6 separate regions of the Sus scrofa genome follow, and all the other regions are linked to region 1. A link is a contact called in public Hi-C, HiChIP or PLAC-seq and promoter capture Hi-C data. All regions are on one chromosome and are shown on one strand. The core of a region is the stretch at or near the end of the contact, and the rest is flanking DNA. Distances in the headings are between cores, read along the strand shown. Region 1 holds the start of CCT3 (chaperonin containing TCP1 subunit 3). Region 2 holds the start of SEMA4A (semaphorin-4A). Region 3 holds the start of LMNA (lamin A/C). Region 4 holds the start of LAMTOR2 (late endosomal/lysosomal adaptor, MAPK and MTOR activator 2). Region 5 holds the start of MEF2D (myocyte-specific enhancer factor 2D). Region 6 holds the start of GPATCH4 (G-patch domain containing 4).

Region 1 (2,820 bases), core at 315-2,814:
TTTCCCAAAAGCTGAGCAATTAAGGTCTGGGTTTTTTTTCGTTTGTTTTTTCTTTTTTTTCTTTTTAGGACCACACCTGCAGCATATGGCGGTTCCCAGACTAGGGGTCAAATCGGAGCTATAGCTGCTGCCTATGCCACAGCCACAGCAACACAGGATCCAGGCCGCCATCTGTGACCTACATCACAGCTCACGGCAACACCGGATGCTTAACCCACTGAGCAAGGCCAGGGATCGAACCTGTGTCCTCATGGATACTAATCAGATTTGTTCGTTTCTGCTGAGCCACGACGGGAACTCCAATCAAAGTCTGGTTTTAAGGGAAAGGAAGCAGGGCCTCTGACACACACCTCTTCTGTTAGTAGGATGACTAGAATGCTGCTCCATCTGAACACCTACAGGTGTGGTGCCTGGGAAAGAATCACAACATCACATGACCAACAACCCATGCTATTATTTTACTATTAACAATTTCATATAAGTTCTCCCCAGCACATATCAGGCTGCTCCAGTTTGGGAAGGAAAAAGTATGAAAGGGTGTGTACTGTTCTATTTTATGGCCAAACATAAGTAACTGTTCTTGAATTGTTCGTGCTCTCATCCTTTCACTAAAAAACAAAACAAAACAAAAAACTGTTTCTAGTAATGTTTCTTTTCTCTGGACAAAACAGTACTTTAACTACGCCCAAACTTTAAGCGTCTCCTAAAAATGTGGGCAAATACTGTGTTCTCCCCTAGTTTTGATTTCTGCGGGATCAGCCCTTTTCCTATCCTGTAAGGTAACTTAAAAACTCTGGTTCTCCAACATCTCTAATGGACCAGTAGCTGAGGGCATGAGGAGGGCAGGGGAAAGAATGGACACGGATAAAGAAAATCTGAGAGCACTAGAGGAAAACACTTGAGAAAATGTTTTACATAGGATAACTCGAGGGGTCGGTAAGCCAGCACTCTCAGGTACCATTCACGGCCTCAATAGATAGTATTTGCCTAAGAGGGAAAGGTCCATGCATAGGAACGAGTCAGAGGCAGTAAACCACAACTCCCAGCGTGCCCAGAAGGCTAGTTACCGCCCAGCTCAGTCTGATCGGACTACAACTCCCATTCCACCCCGCATCAAAGGGGCCAGGTGTTCTCTCAACTGCCGGTTTAGGTCCCGCCCCTTCTAGTCCTCCCCGTAGCCAAAGCTGGAACGAAAGCATGGAAACTGTCAAGTCATTCTCCACCTTGGCGTCCGAAAGGAGTCGAGACGCATGAGTTTAATGACCTCACCTGCGGTGTTAATGGAAAGCCTCTACCCCAGCACCCACCCTTATAGTTGACACACATGCGCAGTGGCGTTCCGGCCAACTACCCGATCCTTGGCGCTTGCGCCAAGGTTCGCGCCGCACGCGGCCGGGAGCGGCCACCCCATTGCGCAAGCGCCTCTGCCCTCTCATTGCCATCACCGTGCTCTCTCTACCTAGCTTGCCCCGCGTTCTTGCGTAGGGGGCGGGGCTAAGAATGTCAATTGGCCTGTTTCCGTGCCGGTCAGTGAGATGGGTGCGGTGATTGGGGGCGCCCGGGAGGGTAGCGGGGTTGGGTGTAAGCCCTGAGGAGGCAGCGTTTTCTGGGCTTCTCGCTGGTTCTCTCTCTCCAGAAGGTTCTGCCGGTTCCCCCTGCTTTGGGTACCCGGCTCTGCATCGCGCCGCCATGATGGGCCATCGTCCGGTGCTCGTGCTTAGTGAGTTTTGGGAAAGCTGGGGAAGGGACCCCCTCTTCATCTCCCTCTTTCGGCACTTTACAGCCTTGCCTCAGCCCAGTCCCGCCCTGGTCCGGCCCCTGAGCCTTCCAGTCGTTCATTTTGGAAGCCCCTTCTGCTTTCCTGTCTACCCTTAACGTATTCCCATGTCTACACAAACGCAAACTGACCTTTCTCTCTCGAGCCTCATTTTTCCGGGCTCTGGCCTCGGGAAGATGCTTCCCACTCGGCATTCTGTTCTTCACCTCCAACCCCCGCCCTTGCAACCTTCTTTGAGTGATTTTCAGTGTGCAGTTTTGTGACTAACGGCTTTTAAGTTTGGCCTAGCATTTTAACCTTGGCCCATCCCTTAGTAGTGGTGTGGCGTCAGCCACGTTGTTTGATTGAAACGTTTCCATCTTTATTATTAGGATTAACTATTTTCCCGTAAGATTGTGACTCAAGTGAGATAAGTAGAGACAATTGCTTAAAAGAGCGAGTGGTAGCCTTGGTTATTTGTATTTTCAGTAATTGTCCTCTTGAATTTCCATTCTGCAACTTCTGTTCCTCAAGTAACCCTACCTTCCTCACTGGTTTATCTTAGATGTAGTTATTCCCTTGATATCCCCTCCGTGGTAATCTTTCCCACTTACCAACTGAGTTTTCCCACATTTTTCCATTGGGTCTCTTTACCTATGGGGAATGAGTCGCATTTCTGTTGTCTTCCTCGGGTATGTTTCTGTTCTGTGTAATCTCAGCCTTATTAGTCATTTTCCGTCCCTCTCTTATGCGTGTAGAATGCTATCGATTTTCTGTATACCTGGAAAATAACTGTTTGCAAACAAGAATCCACTTAACCCAGAAAAAAAAACCAATTTTTTTCTGATGAATCCAATCAGAAAGGTCCATGCAGGATTTTGGTTATCAGTGCCTGAAATAGGAATCTAAATCCTGAGAACTGTGAATGAATGTTTAGGTTTGATGGGTGGGAAATTTTACAACAAACTGTAGGGAAGTATAATTTGGAGAGAGGAGTGAAATAAACATTCTTTTGATTCAGGTATAGCCATTGAGAGGGCCCTAAGGTGAGTAGTGCGTTGTTC
Region 2 (2,805 bases), core at 175-2,674, 160 kb after region 1:
GGGGCAATGGGTGAGCATTTCTGTCTGGGGCAGGGCAAGAAGGACATGGGCTGAAAGCAGAAGTGGACTCTGAGCAGAACTGCTATCACATTCCCACCACTTCCTGACACGCCATCCTCTGTGCCCTCAGCTCCGAGGCCTTGGGGACTAGTGTGCCTACTTCAGGCTCTTCTCCCTCAGGACTGGGACCCATGGCAGGAGGGGAAGGGCTGACTTGCAATCAGGTGGCAGGGACACTGAACTAGGACTGTAACAGGAAGTTGGACTGCAGAAAGCCTTTACACCTGGGGTGGGGGGGGTCCTTGGGTCCCTGCCCCGAGTCCCTTCCCCTTTAGGGGAACTGGGCCCAGTCCTGCCACAGAGTGGCAGAACTAGAACAGGCTACATTTGCAAAATAAACCAGGGGAGTAGAGTAGAGGAGTCTACAGGCCCCCGGGCTCCACTTCATTCCAGGTTACCCAGCTGGGCTTTTGGGAGCCTCTCCTGGCTCTGATATGTGGAAATCAAAATATCCAGGAAAGAAGTTCCCGTTGTGGCACAGCAGAAACGAATCCAGAAACACGGTTTCAATCCCTGGCCTCGCTCAGTGGGTTAAGGATCCTGTGTTGCCATGAGCTGTGGGGTAGGTCGTGGATGCGGCTCAGATCCCGTGTTGCTGTGGCTGTGGTGTAGGCCAGCAGCTGCAGCTCCGATGATTTGACACCTAGTGTGGGAACTTCCATATGTCTCGGGTGCAGTCCTAAAAACAAACAAACAAACAAAAAGCAAAAACTTCCAGTAAAGAGCTAAGTTGTCTTGTTGAGGGGGGCAGGGACTTAGACCCGGGTGCTGGCCAAGGCTGTAGTTACAAAGTTGCTGGGGTGAGCTGGACACCCAAGTTCCCATGTCTAGTTGTCTGGGGTAGAGAAGGACAGAGAACCTTTCTGCAGCCTAACCTCTATTTCTCCTGCCATGACCCACACAACTCCATTTCCTCTGGTTTGCTCAGCCTCAGTTTCCCCATCTGTGGAAGACAAGGGGTCAGGATCCTATGTCTTTAATTTCAGGAGACGCAGGGGGGTGGTTGAATGGAGGTTAGCAAATGAAGGTCCCAGAAAAATACGAAGGGGGAGTGGAGGGTGAGGAGACCCAGGCATCCTGCCCTCTAGTCACTGTCCCCCAAGATCCTTAGGGCTGCCCTACCCGCTAGTCTGAGGCCCAAGCATCCTCCCAGAGGGCTCCCTACGTTATCCACTGGAGTTGGCACACAGATAGTTCATGTCCACAGCGCTAGGAAACTGGCCTCCCGCCTCCCCTCCACCCCACCCTGGGGACCGAGGTCCCCCTTCCCCACCCCTTTCAAGCCTTACCCCCAGCCCAGCAGTGGAGACCCTAACCCAGGCGTCCAAGGCTTCCAGCAGAGTCTGTACCGGGCAAGGGGCGGAGCAGAGGCGGGCAGGGCAGGGGGAGGGGGTGGGGGCCCTGCCAGCCCCCTCTGGTGCCCCAGTTCCCAGGCAGCTCTTAAAGGGACCAAGGAGAATTAGCCAGGGGCGGCTTAAGGGGGTAGAGGTAGAGAAAAGTGGGTGGCAGGGAGAGGATTAAGTCTGCCAGGGACAGGAAGGCCAGAGTGGGGGGTCCTGACACATCCTCTAGTCTTCTGGAAACCTCTAGACTCCTCAGTCTAGCCTGTCCCATGCGACACCCATCTTGACCACCCAGCCTATGATTACCACCCCCTCGAATCCTGGCCCCTATTCCTCTTGGGCCCTTGCCCACTTCCTCCCCTCCTCCGCCATATTCGTGTCACCTCAGTCTCCGGTGAGAGCTGCCAGCTGGCACTGACTGGTACTAAGCACGGAGAATCAGCCCAAGGATTGTAAGGGCCTGAGGCCCCGGGGGGGTGGGGGGGGAGCCAGCACCTCAAGGTCAATCTAGGGGGTGGAGGGTGGGGGCAGGTGGCACCTTCCTCTCCCAGCGGCCTCTCCATGTCTTCATCTGCTGCCCCTCTGGGTAGGAGCACTGAGACACCCGGGAGGCTGAGTGACAAAGGGTCCCTGCTCAGCCCCTCCCTCTCCCATCCCTGAGAGGCTATAGAAAAGGAAAATGACTTATCCAGTTACTTCTGGCCATGGAGGGGCAGGGGCAGCTGAGAGATATACACATATAAGGAGAGGGAAAAAGAAGTGGAAATGAAAGATAGCCGTGAGCAAGCGTGAAACCTCAGTTCTCATATCACTCAGCCTCAGACCAAAAATCCCCCCTGGCTCCCTCATGCCCATGGAATTTTTTTTTTTTTTGCCTTTTGTCTTTTTAGGGCCAAACCCACAGCATATGGAGGTTCCCAGGCTAGAAGTCCAATCGGAGCTGTAGCAACTGGCCTATACCACAGCTCATGGCAACACTGGATCTTTAACCCACTGAGCGAGGCCAGGGATCGAACCCACAATCCTCATGGATACTAGTTGGATTTGTTACCACTAAGCCACAGTGGGAACTCCCTATTTTATTAAATTTAGTCAGAGAAGGCTTTACTGGCTGGTGACATTTGAATAGAGACCTGAAACAAGCAGATATGTGATAGGAAACGTGGTCCAGGCAGAGGAAAACATTAGTGTAAATGTCCTGAGGCAGGTGTGTGCTTGGTGTGTTCTAGGAATTACCTGGGCAGTCACTGCAGCTTGAGTGGAGTGAGCATGAGGGAGAAGAGTGAGAAACCAGGTGGGGGTCATCTTGCCTGGCTTTGCATGCCGTTTTGAGGACTTTGGCTTTTGTACTGAGTGCTTTGGGAAAGTTCTTGAGCAGAGGAATGACCTATTAAAGGACCAC
Region 3 (2,877 bases), core at 166-2,665, 190 kb after region 1:
GCAGCGATGGATTACCTTAACCCACTGAGCGAAGCCAGGGATCAAACTTGCATCCCTATGGATACTAGTCAGGTTTGTTTCCCCTGAGCCACAACAGGAACTCCCTAGAGTGCTTGGAGGGAGGGTCCCTGTCTTATTCATTCTTTGATCACAGGGTCAAGTACTAAACACCTGTTGAACTGCTGAGTCACTCCTGCACAGGTGGTATGGAAGGACCTGGCTGTTCTTTAAGTAGCTGCCACATACCAGGCACTGGGCTAGGGGCCATGTGGGGCTGATCCCACTTCATCTTGACTTCAGCCTTATGAGGAAGGTATTATTATCTGCATTTTATATACCAAAAACCCAAACTCCGAGAAGTTGACTAATTGACCTAAGATAGTCCAGCTGAGTAACTGCCTTCTTCCCATCCGGACCCAGCTAGATGGAATGATGCAGGCTTAGAACAATTAGCTTGGCTTAGTTTAGCTGGGAAGGCCCTCAGAAGGAGCGTGTTTGATGGCCTTTTGTAAAGCCAGTGAACCCCTCATTTGAATGAAATTTCACCCCAAAAGCCCAATATACTAAATGACAGAGGCAGAGTCTCTCTAGCAGGGAAGTTTAGGGACCCCTGCCTGGTGATCCTTTGCCCCTCCCCTAAGAGGCCCCCAGGGCTCTGAGAATTAAACCCCTCTCTTTACAAAGTGGGCTTCTCAGGCTGGAGAAGCTAAGATTTGCCCAAACACAGCCAGAAACCCCCAAATAGTACTCGGACCCTATTTCACACTACTGTAGGAGACAGGACATCACTCTGGACATACTGGAAGGGGCTAATCGACCTCAAGGGATGGGCATTATCGCTACCATGATGAGGCAGGGGTTGCAGGGGTCAGTGTAGGGCTGGCTATCTTCCCTGGGTGCTCCAGCCAGGCCAGACAGGGCCGCTAGATAATGAGCACAGAACCAACCCTTTACACTTCACATTTGGCTGGGCAGGTCTCCCAGGTGTCATCTTTTCACAATCCAGATTACTACCTTAACCCTCTCAAACCTCTCTGAGATGCACAAAGCAAACACCATGATGCCCATTATACAGATACGGAGATTGAGACTTGGGCCAGGTTAACTGATATGCTCCAGGCCACACAACAAGAGACAGAAGCAGGTCCCAAACTCCAGGGATTTGCCTCCAGGTTAACTACATCCCACCTCCCTTCAGTCCAGACCCCAAAGGAGCTCCATCCAACAGCAAAATCCGAGAGTCTGCCCAGGAGTCCCTGCCCGACATTCCAAACCCCATCCCCCACTCAAATGGGCCCAGAGAGCCGCCCCACCTGTGAGCCTCAGGCTTCCTGGAACCGTCACAATACACACCAAAATACTGCCACGGTACACACCAGACAAGAGCCAAAGAGGAATTCCGCAGTGACTTCGTCCTCTCTGCTCCCTATCTCCCAGCTTTGGCCCCGCCCCACCTGGTGAGGGTGGGGGAGGGGAGGTAGACGTAGGAAGGGGCGGGGCCCCGGAGACGTGGGCGGAGCCAAGGGGACGGGGCTTGTTCCCTCCAGGGCAGATCGGTTCGGGCTGGTAGGGCGACTCCGGACTCCGGCGGGGTGGTTCCTCTCCCGCCCCCCCGCCCCCGCCGCCCGGAGGCGGGCAGTGCTGACGGCTGGTTCTGACGCAGGCGCCTGCGTGTGGGCGGCTGCCTGTGAGTCTGTGTGTGTCTGTGTGTGTGTGGTTGCCGGGGCCTCCCGGGTCTCCTAAATGGGGGTTTCCTCTCCCTGTTGCCAAGGAAACAAACAGAAGCGCCACAACTCCAGAACTGGGGCCGGCGAAAAGGGTCCCCAAGCCCTAGGCGCCGAGAGGCTTCCAGGAAGTGAGGCAGAAAAGGATCCCTGTTTCCCCCCCCACCCCCAGTCCAGGTGCTGAGCAAACGTTACCCAATGTGGGGCCTGAAACTAGTGGCCACCTGTCCTGTTTGCAGAGCACTGAGGAGTTTCCTAGGACAAGGGCCTTGCAGTGCTCAAACCCGAACAGTTCCTGGCAAAACCGGACAGTTGGTCTTCCTAAGTGTCCATCCAATTTTTGTGGGGAGGCTCTATCTTAAAAATATGAGAATATCTTTTACAGATTTCACACAGATAAGTGAACACGTGGAAACCTGGTCAGGCTCCTCTAAGGGTCTTGGGAAGGCCTGTGCCACTGTGGATCCCTGAGCTTCACCTTGCTTAGCCTCACCATAAAACCAACCTGGGTTCCCAGCCCCTGCAGCCCCTAAGTTCCTCAGGGTCCCCTTCCAAGGCTAGCCCTTGGCACTCACCCCAGGGAGGTCAACTGGGAAAGCAAATTCTCCCCGGGGAGGATGGTGGTTAATCTGCAGGAGATTTCCTGATGGGGGAACAGATCAAAGGGCACTTCTGGATTAGTGGCGGCCACGTGTGGCAGGTGGATGGGCAGGGCCTTGGCCAAGGTCAGGAGCTCCTGGAGGGAGACTCCATGGGATGGAAGGGACTGCCTTGGGCCAGTGCTTCATCAGTCATTGCTTAGAAGCCAGAACTTCAGAGCTGGGAGGAGTCTAAGGACATCATGCAAGCCAACCCCCTCCTTTCTAGACCTGCCTTGATCCAGCTCCCCAGATTCCCCTGTCCCACTATCCCTATGCCAGCCCACAGGCTAGCCCCAGAGTAACACCCCAATTGCCCTCTTTGTCTAGTAAATCCAAAGCTTACAGGGCTCCCTGAGAGCCCACTTCACTTTGGCCCTTGACCCCTGAGTGGCAGGTAATGGGGGAGCCACTGGAGCAGCGGTAGGGCAGCAGGGACCTGGCTGGGAGGGACAGGATGCACGAGTGGCCTGAGGCTGGTGTGCTCTCAGGCTGCCCAGGGAGGGGCCAAGAGG
Region 4 (2,700 bases), core at 161-2,660, 240 kb after region 1:
TTACAAACATACATATTTTACTTATTTTAAGGCATATATGAGACATTAGGGCTGCAGTTTTTGTTTGTCCTGTTTGCTATTTTTTTCCCAGGTCCTGAGAATACTGCAAGGACCTAAAAATTTGTTAACTGAACAGATATAAAGGTGAATGAGACAGGTTCTGTTCCCAAGAAATTCAGTCTAATGGCGCTTCCTCTTTCTGGACTTTATCTCCTTTTTCTGTAAACTGAAGGAACTGGACTAGGGTCTGGACACTTTGCCATGCTTCTGAGTCTGAGAATCTCAGATGACAACACTTTGTGTCTGCATATCACTCTACAGTTTACACCTACCCTTTCATTTGATCACAACAACCCTGTGTGCGTGATGTGGTGGTGGGGATTATTTTCACACTGGAGATGTGGTAAAAAAGCTTGTGACTTACCCAAGGTTCCACAAATGGCAAGTGGCTGGCTGAGACTAGAACCCAGCCAGACCTCGGGTCCAATACTCCTTCCTCATCACCACTTGATACATAGGGTCCTGCCTATTATAAATGCTGCTGCAGACCAACTCTTAGTAATCTTCCAGAAATCCTGTCCCTGGGCCCCAACCATCCAGGATGGGGTCCAGGGTGCCCCTTGGGGGTCCCCTTAGGGACAGAGGAAATGGCTCCCCTCTCCATACCATGCAGTCCATGAGGATGAATTTGAGATTGTCTTCGTTAAATGCTTGGTTCCCGTTCCGGTCGTAGGCCGCCCAGATGTTACTGGCGATGGCTGCAGTGACTCGGGCGTCCGTATCCCCGTAACCAGAGTAGGCCAACAGAGATCCCTCGTTATTCAGCAGCCTGGAAAAGCATCAGAACGGATATCAACGTGCTCAGGATGGGGAGTAAAATACCTGACTTTCCATCCCAACTCGCCCACCGGCGCTCCTAGAAAGCAAGGGTCTGGGTTGAGTGTGTCCTAGAACATGCCCCAAACACCCAGCACGTCAGTTTCTCTTTCAAGAGTGGCCCTCTCGCCGGTTCACCCAAAGGCTGCCCCCTCTGCCACCTCCTCCCTTCCCAGAGAGCCTTCCCCACCCCTCCCTCGGAGAGCCGCGCGCAGCCCCACTCCAGTGCTCGCCGCTCGGCCTCTCGGTCCGCACTCACAGGGTGCTCTGGACACCTCCAGTGTTAGCTTGGCTTAGCACCTGGGTCAAAGCCTTGGGACGCAGCATGCCTGTGGCTCCTAACCCTGGGCTTTCACAACCTGATCCCGGAGTTTCCTATAACTGGCCTCCGCCTGCCGCTTCCCGTAGTCCAGCTGCCCGGCTCCAGAACTCCTGGGAGTTGTAGTTTCCTGGCCTGACTGTGCGGTTCTGACTCAACCCCGCCTCACCGCGGGGGGCGCTGGGAATTGTAGTTCCTCGAAGCTTCGCGAGGCACCCTGGGAACTACAGTTCGCCTTTCCAGTGAGACCACGCGGTTATGGGGGAAAAGAGCGGGAGTAAAAGGATAGTGGCAGTACTGGAAGGACATTTAACCCTCTCGGGCAGAGGAGTCATATCTGCTTGACAATCCACGATTCAGTAATTAAAAGAAAACAAAATTCCTATACTTGTCAGGCATACCTTGGGTTACTTCTCAAAGCAATTTTCTACATTATGCATAATTCTGTGAGATGAGGAGATAGATGCTATTGAGGAAATAGGCTCAGAAAGGCCATGCAGGCAAAAATCCAGGTCTCTGGAACTGTACTGAATAGACTTCTTGGAGGCCGCTACCCTCAGGGGAATTAAGTCAATCCTACAGAAGAGGTTTTAGGTAGATATCCAGAAGTGGAAAATTCAGCCTCCAAGTCGGGAGAAGCCTCAGGCCTGGAAAGGATTTGGGCTTTCCAAGAAAGACCAGTTATCATAGGGAACGGAGATAAAGCGGCGACACAGAAAGTCCTTTGTCCCGGAGAAAGAGTTAGTCGCGGAGGGGGCGGGTAGCTTTGGGCCCGGGGGCGGGGGGTTGGCACCTCAGCGCGACTCGGACCGGCTACCACGGGCGGTGGTCTCTCCCGGAGAGTTTGCTTCCCGCCCCTGTCCGGAGCAGCCCCTTTGGGGGCCGCCGCCCAGCAAGGCCCTGCCCAGGCTGCAGACCCCGGGCTCGGCCCTGGGCGGACCCCGCTGCAGTGGCCCCCCCGGTCCGCCCGGGGCGCTGTGGCTGCGGCTGGTCCGGAGGGGGCGGTGAAGCCTTGGGGAGGGGAGGGGAGAGGGGAGTGTTGGAGGCGCCGGAGCCGAGCACCGCCGGGCGGGCGGGGAGGAGGAGGAGCCGGGGCGGGCTGGCGGGCGGCCGGGTGGCGGCGGCGGCGGCGGCATGGCGGAGCCGAGCGGGGCCGAGACGAGGCCCCCGATTCGGGTCACCGTCAAGACCCCTAAGGACAAGGAGGAAATTGTGATCTGCGATCGAGCCTCGGTCAAGGAGGTAGTACGGGTGGTGGGGATTGGGGGGGTGCGGAGGAGTGGTCTGTGAAGAGGGGGGTGTCTCTGAGACCGTCGGGCGTATGGGAGGGCCGGGGAGAGGAGGGCGGGGGCCCAGCAGGCACTCGGGGAAGCGGGAGGGAAGAGGCGGCGGGTAGGGGGCGTCCTGCGAGGTCGATCCGGGGTAGCGTGGCGCGTGTTTGGGAAGGGAGGCCGGGGTTTGCCTTGTGGCCTGGTCTGGGGGCGTGGTGGAGTTGGAAGAGGACA
Region 5 (2,857 bases), core at 254-2,753, 150 kb before region 1:
AGATAAACTTCCAAACCTATTTGCAAAGCAATTCCACTGAACTTGTCTCCTTTGAGGCTTTTATGGGATAATGGGCCTAAAGGGGTCTTGACAGTCCAGCCCTTGAATTATTATAATGCAGCATGAGGTACTGTTCAAAGTGATCTACTTGTACGTAGCAATTTAATCTTCACACCAGTTTATGAGTTAGGTACTATTATCATCGCTGCTATTTTACCTATGAGGATCATGAGGTACAGGGAAATTAAGTAATGGGCCTGTGTTCCCGGTTAAAAAATGGCGGAATAAGGATGTGAACTAAAGTAGCTTGACTACTCCAAAACATGCTACCTCTTTATATATTAGCCTCTTCAGCACTCAACCTGGATCATTAAGCCTTGATCCAGTAAATCAGACCCAGCCAGGTAGAAATCGAGGTGTGTGAACTGAGTGCCCTTCTGTTCTGCGAGGGTCTTTAAGATCCAAGCCAAATTCCATCATTTCCTCAAGCTTCAGGTAGAAAGCAGACATTGGGGCAACAGGGATGCTGGAGAGGAAGTCTGACAGGTCGCTTGTCCAGTAGGCATGGCACCCACACTCCTGTGGTAGGGCAGAAGATTCGCCACACCCTGGAGCAACCAGGAATTACAAATTTTTTTAAACATCTACTACTGTTTCTTTAATGAGATGCTTTTGGGCGTTTCCTGTGCTGGGGGAAATTAGGGTCACGCCCCTTTAAATTGCCCCCCTCGGCTGTAAGTGCTCTGGAGCCTCAGGCACTGGGGATTAGGTCACCCACGAACTATGAGCTGTCGCTTTAAATTGCTGGGCGTCTGCCCAGCCGGGCCCTGGGAGGGGAGGGGGCCTCTCACAGGTAGAGGGAGCAAACGAGCTCTCCAGGTAACCCCCCAGAAAAGAACGGGTCCCTTTAAGTGAGGCTTCGGCTCACACTAAGTGAAGGAGATAAAATCTTTTCAACACTTAGTGTCTACCCTTAATTTATCTACTTAGATTCCCACCTCCCAACTCTCTAGGGGCTTGGGGGTTGGGGGGGAGCTGTCGAGGTAGCGTGTGTGTAAGTGTGTGTGCGCGAGTGTGTGTGAGTGTGTTTGGGGGCGGGGGCGGGAAGTATGTGCCCAGTCGGCGGAACCTCCCCGGAAAGGACCTCTTCGAGCGCATGGTGGCAGCAGTACTAGGCGGCCGTCCGGACAGCTCGAAAGGGGCACCACGGGCGCGGGCCGATCCCCTTAGAGGCCTCTGGGTCTCGCCTCCCTACTTTGCCTCGCTCGGTCGCTTCCTCGCTTCCTCCCTCCCTCCCTCCTGGCTGGCGGAGGGATCTGCCTCTCCCAGCGCCGCAGCCTAGCTTGGGAGGGCGCTGGGGTGGGGGCCGACCCGGCCCGGCCCGGCCGGCCCGAGGGAAGCGAGGGGCGGGGCCGCGTCCCCGGGACCGCCCCTGCTCCGGCCCCGCCCCTCCGCCCCCACGGGTTCCTCCCATTGGCCCCCCCGCCTGTCCATCACCCCCGTTCCCCCCACCCCTCAAGCTAGGCTGAGCTGTGCCTACGTCGGCCTCGACTCCCGGGGGCTGGAGGAGTTACCTTTGGAGCTCGAAAGGAGGAAGGAAGCAAAATATCAACAACAGCCGAGGCGGCTCGGGCGCTCGGCCCCAGTCCCTCGCCTGCCGGCCGCCCGCCTGCCCGCCCTCGCGCCCACGACGGGGGCCCAGGCCCCCCGGCGCAGCCCAGGGCCCGCGCGGACGCCGGCCTCATTTATTATTCCCCCCGCCCGGAGCTGCGGCTTCCAGGTGCTGAAGAGCCCCAGGACTAGGGGCGAGGGCTACCCCCTCCCAGCCGTGACATCCCCCTTCCCCCAGCGGGGCCGGTGAGTAGAGAAAAATAATGCTCCTGCCGCTTTAAGAGGCCCCCTCCCCCACCCCATCCTGGGGTTGGGGTGGAGGGTGGTCTAGACCGTCCCCCTGAGAGGTGGGATGGGGTGGCCTCTTGGGTTTGGGAGGAACTCGCGGAGCGGGCTGTGTTTTCTTGTGGCGTTGGTGGAAGATTACATGGGGGACTGTTTGGGTGAGGGAGTCGGCTGTGGGGGACAAGTGGAGTGGGCTGTAATTCCCTTGGGTGTTGGGGTCGGGGTGGGGACGGGTGGCTTGGGGGCGCGCCGGTCTGTTGGTGTCCGGGGGTTAAGGCGGCCTCCGAGCGGTCTGGGAAGGGGCGCCATCCTCAGAGGGGGTCTCCGGTGACAGCCGGGAGCGACTGACATTTTAACAGCCGGCCCTCCCTCCCTCTCCCTCCTCGAGCCGCCTGTTCCCTCCTCCTTGGCCCGAAATGGTGCAGAAGGGGGCCTGAGAGGGCGGCGGGAGGGTGGGGGCGGGGGGAGCCGCAGCTGTTTGGGAAGCGGGGGAGGGAGGGGGGATGTTGTTCAGATGACACCGGGGTGGTGGGTTGGGGTGTGTGAGTGTGTGTGTGTCCCGGGCCCGGGTTTGCCCTGTGCCTGTGGAGTTGGCACTCAGAGTTAGCACGGAGGTGGGCACGCAGGACCCTTTCTTGGGACCTCCTAGCCTGCCTCCGAGACCCCTGCTCTGGTTTGTCTGTGGCCCCAGCTGGAGAACCCCCGGCCAGAAGTTTGCAGCTGTTAAACATCTGGGCAAGAGTTCTCCAGTCCGAACTGGGTTGGGAGTGGGGGTCCAGGGAGTGAGGGGCTTTTCGGAGGGTGGGCCGAGGAGACTAAGATGCATGTAGTCTCTTACCCTCCTGCCAACCCCTTTTCTGTCAGGTTTGTTCTTACGGGGTCTCCCTTCCCCTAGTGATTCTAGCTGATCTCTCAGTGGCCTCCTGAGGTCTCTCCCCAATGAAAGGAGGGCTCCTGAGTG
Region 6 (2,700 bases), core at 7-2,506, 250 kb before region 1:
GCATCACAACAGAGAAACTCCCACAAGTAGCATATTTTGAAAGTAAAATTAGGAGTTCCCGTTGTGGAACAGCGGAAATGAATCTGACTAGGAACCATGAGGTTGTGCTTAGATCCCTGGCCTTGCTCAGTGGGTTAAGGATCTGGCGTTGCCTTGAGCTGTGGTGTAGGCTGCAGATACTGCTCGAATCCTGTGTTGCTGTGGCTGGGGCATGGGCTGGCAGCTACAGCTCTGATTAGACCTCTAGCCTTGGAACCTCCATATGCCCTGGGTGCAGCCCTAAAAAAACAAAAAAAAAACCAAAAAAAAAAAAAGGACCAAAGAAAAAAAAAAGTAAAATTAGTTTTTATGGAAAAAAATCTTATGGGGATGAGGGAGTATGAAAGACTGAGCAATTATTACAAGGTTTTACTAGGAAATAGCCTTTGAAGTTCTGGGGGGGGTGGAGGTGGGGCAGGAGCACTAAGTTACTGTGAATTAATGAAAACGAGGGATTCTTCTTTTCAGATTTTATTCTTGGGTGGCTTAGTTAAGCCTTGGAACAGTCTGTGGTAATGAGAGCGTGTGCAGCCTCTCTTGTTGATTTCCTGGCAGTAGGTTCTTTCCCTCCTCTGATCAAGGGATCCTCATACTTGACAAGGCAAGTCCAAACACCTCAGCCTGGTATGGATTCCAGGATCCTGCCTCTCTTTTCAGTCCCACTCGTGGTCCCAACTTTGCTTGGGCTATACTAGGTGCTCCCCGAAGTTAGGGCTCGAGTCTTATGCATCTTTGAATCACTGGTACCAAAGGGGCAGGTCCTGGCATACGGTGGTGAGTCAAAACGTGATAAACCTACTGAAACTTCTCTTCTCTAGGATTTTATAAATAACTGTTTTCCCACAGGCTGAGTATTCATCCCCCCAAACCACCTCAGAGGTACTACCTCCTCTGCCTCTACGAACCTCTCAGGCCACTCTCGGTGCTTCCCCCTAAAGTTTTCCTTCCTCCTATTTGTGTCTGGGACGAGACGGTGTCAGACGGAAGGATCAGGATCCCAAGTGAGCCGGTTAGGGGTGAAGTCCCGTGGCCGCTCAGGGCCTACAGGGAAGAAGCAGGACACCTCCCAAATCTCTAGAACTGGGCGCGCTCTGGGGCTGAGTTTCTATGACAACCATACAAGTACGTGGGCCACGCAAAAGTACTTTCCGGAGGACCACGGCGACTTTGCTTCCCGCGAGCATCTCTATGGTTTCCACCGCCTAGAAGGACTGAAACGCACTTCCGGGAAGATGGCGGCGCGCAAGATGTCGCTGGCATGTGTTTTTGCGGAGAGGACCTTGCAAATGACGGTAAGGAGCTGTAGTCCCCCAGACGGTGGCTGTCGGAGCCCGGGCTCAGAAGCAAATGTGAGAGCAGGAAAGTAGTTTCACCAAAGCGAAACTGCGGTAGGAGGGCTAGAATTTAGATCTCAAGAGGAAGGAGGTCTAGGGAAACGGTAGCTGGCTGTTTGGATCTGCTCTAAAAATTGTGGACCTGGGCCCCTTCTCCAGAAAACTCAGGTTAACTGGAGAGAAAACAGTTCCTGAACGTGCAGTCGCTGCCTTCACAAAGACTGCGGCGCAGAGCCTGGGATCTAGTTGCTTTTGTCCACAGTTATCCATTCTGTTAAGGCAGTTTCCACCTGTGTCCTTCAGTTCAGCGAATAACGACGGAACGCATTCTCTGTTCTCGGAGCTGCATTAGAAGCACCGGGGTTGGGGAGTAAAACCAGGGCATATAGTTTCGAATTACTGTGAAGAGGGACAAGCTGTGGTAAAGTCCTACAGTGTAAAGCACTAATGGCTGTCAGACTGAGGACCCTAGTGATTAAGAATGTCAGTTCTGGGATGCCTGAGATCTTAAATCTGCTACTTACCAGCTGTTTCATTTGGACAAGTAATGAAACGTCTCAATGCCTTTTCCTCATTTGGAAATGAAGGTAAAAATGCCTCCTCATAGGGTTGTTGAAATGAGGTAATGTGTGTGAAGCTGGCATTGAATGAATGCTGAAATGTTAGTTGTTGTTGAATCTGCGGCCTGATGGAAATAACTTCTGAGAAGAGGCAGAGCCTCGAGGTGGCCTTAAAGACCTCAGTGTTTGAACTTGAATTCTCTTGCAGTATCAAGAAGCAAGATAGGGCCATTTCTTCACTCAGTGTTTTTCTGTTGGGACTCTCAAGATCTCATTTAGGTTTTCAGGTAACCATCCTTCACAGTAGAAATATGAACAGACATGTGAGTCATCCTAAATTTGCTCCTCTTCCTATCTAACCAGACTGGTCATCATTCTTAGGCCTAATACGGAATATTTGGGAGGAGTGACTTAACGATGTGTCTGATTTCCCCCCACCCCCCCAAACTAGGATACTTCCTAGACCTTCTTAAACACAAATGAAAGTTTTGGCCTTTGGAGTTGTCATTTGGGGAGGCTAGAGGATTACTCCAGTAGTGCCATTAATTGGCTTTAAAAATGGTCTGCAATGCTTGTAATAAATGATCTTAACACAACTTCATTTAAGTGACTCAGGTCAGCAGTGATAGTCTTTAGTTTTTGTTTCTTGTTTCTGTTTTCCTTTTTCAGCCACAGCTGTGGCATATGGAAGTTCCCTGGGCCAGGAACAGAATCTGAGCTGCAACTGCAACCTATGTCACAGCTGTGGCAAGCCAGATCCTTAATCC

The links. Promoter capture Hi-C pulls out the DNA fragments that hold promoters and counts their contacts. A called contact is a pair of places that touch in the nucleus more often than the background predicts. HiChIP or PLAC-seq counts read pairs in DNA pulled down with a chosen protein or histone mark.
Region 2: an H3K27ac HiChIP or PLAC-seq map of alveolar macrophages shows a contact between it and region 1. The contact joins the promoter of SEMA4A here to the promoter of CCT3 in region 1. A contact is called at or near these places in 1 of 5 promoter capture datasets (fetal skeletal muscle), 1 of 47 Hi-C or Micro-C datasets (embryonic fibroblasts) and 1 of 2 datasets of contacts at active chromatin or transcription factors (alveolar macrophages).
Region 3: a Hi-C map of liver shows a contact between it and region 1, with 5 times the contacts expected there. The contact joins the promoter of LMNA here to the promoter of CCT3 in region 1. A contact is called at or near these places in 3 of 47 Hi-C or Micro-C datasets (embryonic fibroblasts, heart right ventricle and liver) and 1 of 2 datasets of contacts at active chromatin or transcription factors (alveolar macrophages).
Region 4: a Hi-C map of liver shows a contact between it and region 1, with 19 times the contacts expected there. The contact joins the promoter of LAMTOR2 here to the promoter of CCT3 in region 1. A contact is called at or near these places in 1 of 5 promoter capture datasets (liver), 6 of 47 Hi-C or Micro-C datasets (embryonic fibroblasts, heart right ventricle, liver and 1 more) and 1 of 2 datasets of contacts at active chromatin or transcription factors (alveolar macrophages).
Region 5: a contact with region 1 is called in an H3K27ac HiChIP or PLAC-seq map of alveolar macrophages. The contact joins the promoter of MEF2D here to the promoter of CCT3 in region 1. A contact is called at or near these places in 1 of 47 Hi-C or Micro-C datasets (liver) and 1 of 2 datasets of contacts at active chromatin or transcription factors (alveolar macrophages).
Region 6: a contact with region 1 is called in a promoter capture Hi-C map of liver, with 2.7 times the contacts expected there. The contact joins the promoter of GPATCH4 here to the promoter of CCT3 in region 1. A contact is called at or near these places in 1 of 5 promoter capture datasets (liver) and 1 of 47 Hi-C or Micro-C datasets (liver).

The regions. Positions count from the first base shown.
Region 1 is chr4:93,732,403-93,735,222 of Sscrofa11.1, forward strand. CCT3 (chaperonin containing TCP1 subunit 3) reads left to right here and starts at 1,565. Exons shown (of 14, transcript NM_001244180.1): 1 at 1,565-1,720. The coding sequence starts at 1,690. It overlaps TSACC (TSSK6-activating co-chaperone protein), which reads right to left and starts at 2,627. Exons shown (of 4, transcript XM_013996980.2): 1 at 1,909-2,627; 2 at 351-410. The coding sequence starts at 387.
Region 2 is chr4:93,891,571-93,894,375 of Sscrofa11.1, forward strand. SEMA4A (semaphorin-4A) reads right to left here and starts at 1,425. Exons shown (of 15, transcript XM_021089686.1): 1 at 1,350-1,425.
Region 3 is chr4:93,924,869-93,927,745 of Sscrofa11.1, forward strand. It overlaps LMNA (lamin A/C), which reads right to left and starts at 1,416. Exons shown (of 13, transcript NM_001111257.2): 1 at 1,314-1,416.
Region 4 is chr4:93,974,151-93,976,850 of Sscrofa11.1, forward strand. LAMTOR2 (late endosomal/lysosomal adaptor, MAPK and MTOR activator 2) reads right to left here and starts at 1,411. Exons shown (of 4, transcript NM_001243627.1): 1 at 1,136-1,411; 2 at 667-829. The coding sequence starts at 1,203. It overlaps UBQLN4 (ubiquilin-4), which reads left to right and starts at 2,236. Exons shown (of 11, transcript XM_003125701.5): 1 at 2,236-2,437. The coding sequence starts at 2,330.
Region 5 is chr4:93,580,060-93,582,916 of Sscrofa11.1, forward strand. It overlaps MEF2D (myocyte-specific enhancer factor 2D), which reads left to right and starts at 1,504. Exons shown (of 12, transcript XM_021089672.1): 1 at 1,504-1,857.
Region 6 is chr4:93,485,109-93,487,808 of Sscrofa11.1, forward strand. It overlaps GPATCH4 (G-patch domain containing 4), which reads left to right and starts at 1,257. Exons shown (of 8, transcript NM_001243353.1): 1 at 1,257-1,331.